Regions from separate parts of the Mus musculus genome. Here region 2 is linked to region 1. A link is a contact called in public HiChIP or PLAC-seq data. All regions are on one chromosome and are shown on one strand. Each heading gives the region's core, a stretch centred on a gene start, on an enhancer-like site or on the middle of the called end of the contact. The rest is flanking DNA. Distances are from core to core; before and after follow the strand shown.

Region 1 (2,700 bases), core at 105-2,604:
TTGAGAACAATCAACATGGGTGCTAGGAACTGAAATTCAGATCATCTCTGAAAAGCAGTTTGAGATTTCATGACCAGGAGAGCTGGTGGTAAGACCTCGGGCTACTGTGTAAGCTGCCTCCAAGACCCAGCTCCAGTACCTTTACTGAGTAACATGGCCAGGAGTTCAGCTTCTCAAGCCGAAATTTTAAAGCTACAATGAAGGGCAGCTTCCCAGTCTCACAGTCCTGTCCCCAGGCCAGAGTGTGCTTGTCATTACAGAGAGGATTCGGATGGGCTCTGACACAGGCCACCCCTGTGGCAGGGGGCTGAGGAGGGACAGAGTTCTGCTTCTGCAGCAGCTAACTGTCCTGTCCCACTCTTTCCTGCCTGTTCTTGGCTGCAGAGCTCATTTTAGCTCTGGATATACAGAGATGAGCAGAAAAGGGCATTCCAGGTAACTGGCTTCAGGACTCTTGATCTATAACTATTGGTGTTTAAGGACTGCTTGTGCCCCGACCGGATTTCCAGTGAAGACTGTGACTACGGAAAGCTCAGTTCTCTGAAGGAGTCAGGTCAGAGTGTTTAATGCCAGCCTATAACAATGGCCAAATGACACAGCTCCTAGAAATCCCTCTCAGAAAGGAGCGGGAAGGCAACTGAAATGCTTAGAATTATTTCCTCTTCACACTGGTGTTGAGAGGAAGAGAACAGAGCAGACAGAGCAAGCCCTATAACCTCTGCTACTTTGGAGGCTGAGGAAGAAAGACTAAAATTCAAGGAAATTGTAGGTGATGTAAGCAGGACTCTGCATCGAAATAAAAATTTGAAAGGTGTGGGATGGGTACGAGGGGCACATGTGAGTACTTATGTGTGCAGCATGCATCCAATCCCCAGCAACAACGTTTTCTGGTATTTTGTGTTTTCTTCCCTTGGGATAGGGTCACAGCTGTAGCTCACATGGCCTCTACCTCAGGACCCCTGATCTGTCTCCCAAGTGTCAGAACTACAGCCCAGCGCTAGCATGCCTAGTGCTAAAATTCTTCACAAATGAGACCTCGGAACTTGGTTGTATCATCGGCTAAGCAAAAGTCAGTGGACTCTGGAAGGCAGGCTCTAGAAACAGCCTTACTGCAGAGAAAGAGCACAACACACCAGGCTGTAGCCCAAGAGAAGCCTGCTACGAAGCAATCGGGTTCACACAAGGGCCTTGATTCAGACACACACCTGAGCTGGCACAGCCCCAGCACCTGCTTGTCGTGAACTCCCTGCTCATGGGCTTCCTCTCTCTCTAATCGACCAGCAGTTACAACTGCAACAGTGTCACAGAAGCGAGCTCACTTGTGGAAGGAAGACAAAGACTGGCTGGCAAAAGGCCTGACAGACAGAAAGATGGCAGACAGCCCAGTCCAGCATGGGACTCGGACGTTATTCTGAGTATGTGTCACAACAGTGTGCGTGTGTGTATGTGTGCACACATGTGTATCATGTGCACGAGCGTGCTGTTTCCAGTGTAAGCTTTACTTTTCCAGAACATGATTTTATGTAATGTTGGCACTTAGGAACTGTGCATGCTGAGGTCTGGAGTCGGAAAGCCACAGGTGGTATGTCAGCCTTTCCGGTGTCCGTGTGTTGGTCACTCAGGGGACAAGTACTCAGCTGGAAAGCCTAGTCATGTGGAAGGGCCATCTCTGATGCTAAGCCCTACCTTCCTGGGGTTTGTTTGCTGGCTTATTGAATAAGTGTCAACCCACACCTATGTCCTTCATGTATAATTTGTTTGCTAATCCACTCAATTTTATTTAAAAAACAAAAACACCCAGCCGGACGTGGTGGTGCATGCTTTTAGTTCCAGTACTTGGGAGGCAGAGGCAGGTGGATTTCTGAGTTCGAGGCCAGCATGGTCTACAAAGTGAGTTCCAGGACAGCCAGGGCTACACAGAGAAACCTGTCTCGAAAAACTCAAAAACAAACAAACAAAAACAAAACCCACAAATGCCAATTATTATGATTAAATACCGAAATCAAAAAAGTGCAAATATATGTTCCCTGTCACACAGACAGGAAGTGCTTTGGTTCCCAGTCACACAGACAGGAAGTGCTTTGGCCAGGACTACACATTCCGTGCTTTTATTTACTGCTAGCAGCCTCCATAACACCCACTCACCCAGGAGATGGAGTCACACAGTCCTGGTGGAAGCAACACAGAGAAAAATGTGACTTCTTTCAGATCAGTAGAATTCAGCACTGCCTCCCAAAGTTGGGAACCTAAAACCCAAAACCGTATCTGACAGCCTGTTTTACTCGAGATTGTGGCCAAACTCCTATTTGTGACAACAGTCAACACAGCATTGATCAAGTACACACTGTACCAATTCTCACACAATGAAAGATAAGGAATAGTTCCATTAGAGAGAAGAAACGGGGACATTCAAATTAACTGAATGATACACATGAAGCCAAAACAAATTAGTAGGAAACTCCTCAAATTCAGATATTTCAGTTACAATTTAACTTCTGCACTGCCACTTAATGTTTGCCCTAGGCTAGACCTGCATGCTCTCTTTCTACCGAAGAAACCAAACTTCCAAATAAATAGAACAGAACAGGGCTTTGCTTTATAGTCTGCTTATGTAAAATTCCAACTTACCATATTTGTGCTAAGACAGGCTGAGGTAACCCAGATTGGAAAAAAAAGTTCCTCGCTTGATCACCTGTAAAG
Region 2 (2,700 bases), core at 136-2,635, 78 kb before region 1:
CACTGCTCTGTGAATCTGCCAGTAACTACTGCCTTTGCTGGTGCCCTGCCACGTGGCTCCCAGCAGCGCTTCTCCCTCACCTCTGCTGCTTTACAAGGGCAGATCACAGACCTCCTCGCTATTCTCCACTGTGCTCCCATGCTGAGACTCTCCATACAGGACAATGCTGGGCATGTGTGAGGTCTAGAGACATTCCACACTGCTCTCAGGTAATGTATCAGGAGAGCAGGGGCTAACATACATGCTTCTTTAAGGATCGGGGCCAATCACGTAATGTAGAAACAAACATTCATGGAGAGTCTGAGCCACACCATCAGCACTGACTAGGAAGCAGCTCATGGTGTGAACATGAGGCCAACCCTGAGTTCAGAGGAAAGTGCAGAGCTACAGGCTGCAAGGGCCCCACAGGCCTTTGGGAGAAGTGAGATGTGGCTAACCCCTGAGGAACTGGAGGTCAGTGGGAAGGAGTGTCATGGCCCATGGCGCTAAGGCCCAAGGCCCAGGAGATTGGTTGTCTCAGACAAACAGCCAAGTGAGGCTGGACGAGACATGTTGCTGCAAAGGCAGGAAGAGATATGGTTGGGGGGAAACCTCACAGGCATGACAAAGAAAGACAATGGGAGTCTTGAGAATACTCTGGACAGCAGAGGGACACATGGACCAGGGGATGAGCACCAGGGCACAGCTGCACAGATGGCTGGCTGGACTGAGTAGCTGTCTCCATATCCATCATGGCCACGTTCCAAAGCAGGGCAGAAGCCAGGACTGGCGACACAAGTCTGCAACCCTACCACTCGAGGCTGGAGGATTTCCAGTGAGAGTTCCCCCCTGGATGACATAGTAAGACCCTCAAAGGAAGGCCTTTAATCTCAGATGTTTGTGACTTTGAGGCCAGCCCAGCCTACACAGTGAGGACCAGGCCAGTCAAGGCTATGTCTTAAAAAAAGAAAAAAAAAAAAAAAGAAAAGAAAAGAAAAATAAAGAAACACTATAGGTTCCCAGTACTCTCACATACAGAGTAGAATGCATTTCGGGGACTTAGGACTGGATTCCTCAACAAGCCACTGCTCCTGGCCAGCACCTCTGGACGGGCTCTCCTGCCCCAGACAGCTCTGCTCCCTGCCTAAGCTGACCGTCAGTTACACTGCATGCTGCGGCTCTCGTTTGGGCCAAGAGCACGTCTGTCCTCATGTGTCCAGCATGGGTCCTCCTTCCTCACTCGGCATAGGCCTTACACAGCCGGGAGCAGGGAACTTTGTGCAGCAGGGAGCCGCAGTCAGCAATTCTTCCTGCCTGAGGAGTCTCAGCTCTAACCACCCTGTTCTCGCCACTCCATGGTCACACCCACCCTCTGTCTTAGACTTATCTGTCTCTCACACCACCCCTCTCAGAGCCTCAGTAGCTAATGTGATAGGCAGGCCACAGGCACATGACAGCAGTTATCATGGGCTCACTCTCTAGGGTCACTGTGTTCTGACAAAGGGCTGCTATGAGTTATTAGTCCACACTTGGGGACCCCCTGTGGTATGCAGCAGCAGGCCCCAGCACTTGGGTCTAAAGGAGGAACATTGTATGCTTCTCTTGTATATAAAAGCAGACAGCTGGTGGGAAATGTAGCCCTCTGGCAGGCCCCTAAGAAACGTCTATGTGGTGAGCCACAGCCCACACTCTCCTTCATGAAGAAAGGGAGGGCCATGAATGAAGCTGGCCAGTGGAGTCTGCAGTCCCAAACTGGGGCTCACTACATTAAGAGGAAGGTGGAGGGGAGAAAGGAGGCACTTCTTGCTCGAGAGCCAGCAGGCCAGTCTCTTATGCTCCTACGTGTGTATCTGTGTGTATGGCTGGTTCTAGGATCCCTGAAGGTTCCAGAACATGAAGAAGTTCAGGTCTCATCTTCTCAAGTAACATCAGTGAGCAGTAACTCCTAAGAGGCAGAGCCCTGCTACAGAGTCAACTGTAGTCACTATAGAACCAGTTTCCAAAAAACAAAAAGAAACTTACTGAAAAGTAGCACTAACGGGAACAGTGCCCAGAACACGCACACGTTCTTCACATGGGTCCACCGACTGCTAACACCCAGTCCAGCCGCCATCTATGTGCTCTTGACTGCCCTTCCTAACCCCCACCACTTCCTCCCCCCATCATTTGTTCCTGAAACACTTGATCACCAGGCTCTTACGTCACAGTTCTTTAAAAAATATATATGTCTGTCTTACTATTTACGTGTATAGAATATGTATGTGGGTGCACAGAGGTCAAGAGAGGTCACCAGATCCCCCAGAGCTGAAGTTACAGCTGGTGTAAGCTGCCTGATATGGGCACTGAAAGCCTACCTCAGGTCTTAATTAATGAGCTATCTCTCCAGCCCCCTAATCATGGGTCCCAGTCTGTTGACAAAGCGTGGATGCTGTGCCTTTACTAAGTAGCATCCATTTGCCTCCACGGGTGATGGTCATTTTAATCACCTGATGAGGTGGTACCCTAGTTCTCAACTCTGTTATCACTGTATCCTTGCAAATAACAAGCATTTCTAGGGAGCCACGCAACACCATACACTTGTTCTTGTCCTTACATAAAACTCCCCTTAGATATATCCCACGGCCAGCCTAACTTGCTACCATGATGATACACAGACTCTCTTCTGCAGCATCTTTGTGTCTGGAAGTGAGAACTAAAGGAGGTGTCAGAACCGTGAATGAG

Evidence for each region. HiChIP or PLAC-seq counts read pairs in DNA pulled down with a chosen protein or histone mark.
Region 2: a contact with region 1 is called in an H3K27ac HiChIP or PLAC-seq map of heart atrium, with 5 read pairs. The contact joins two enhancer-like sites. A contact is called at or near these places in 12 of 484 Hi-C or Micro-C datasets (LSK cells, Th1 cells, bone marrow-derived macrophages and 9 more), 5 of 115 datasets of contacts at active chromatin or transcription factors (bone marrow-derived macrophages, embryonic stem cells, heart atrium and 2 more) and 4 of 9 other capture datasets (adipose tissue, embryonic stem cells, liver and 1 more).

What each region holds. Positions count from the first base shown.
Region 1 is chr16:91,785,280-91,787,979 of GRCm38.p6, reverse strand. Itsn1 (intersectin 1 (SH3 domain protein 1A)) reads right to left here. Exons shown (of 39, transcript NM_010587.2): 4 at 2,629-2,692. Among named protein-coding and RNA genes, the nearest start is that of Itsn1, 57 kb to the right of the region's middle. Within about 2 kb of position 1,354, at least 22 of the 459 cell types and tissues checked have an H3K27ac peak or open chromatin away from gene starts, as enhancers often do. A contact at or near this core is called in heart atrium, where this site is marked.
Region 2 is chr16:91,863,771-91,866,470 of GRCm38.p6, reverse strand. The region is part of intron 26 of Itsn1 (intersectin 1 (SH3 domain protein 1A)); the gene reads right to left. Among named protein-coding and RNA genes, the nearest start is that of Gm52262, 39 kb to the left of the region's middle. Within about 2 kb of position 1,385, at least 74 of the 459 cell types and tissues checked have an H3K27ac peak or open chromatin away from gene starts, as enhancers often do. A contact at or near this core is called in heart atrium, where this site is marked.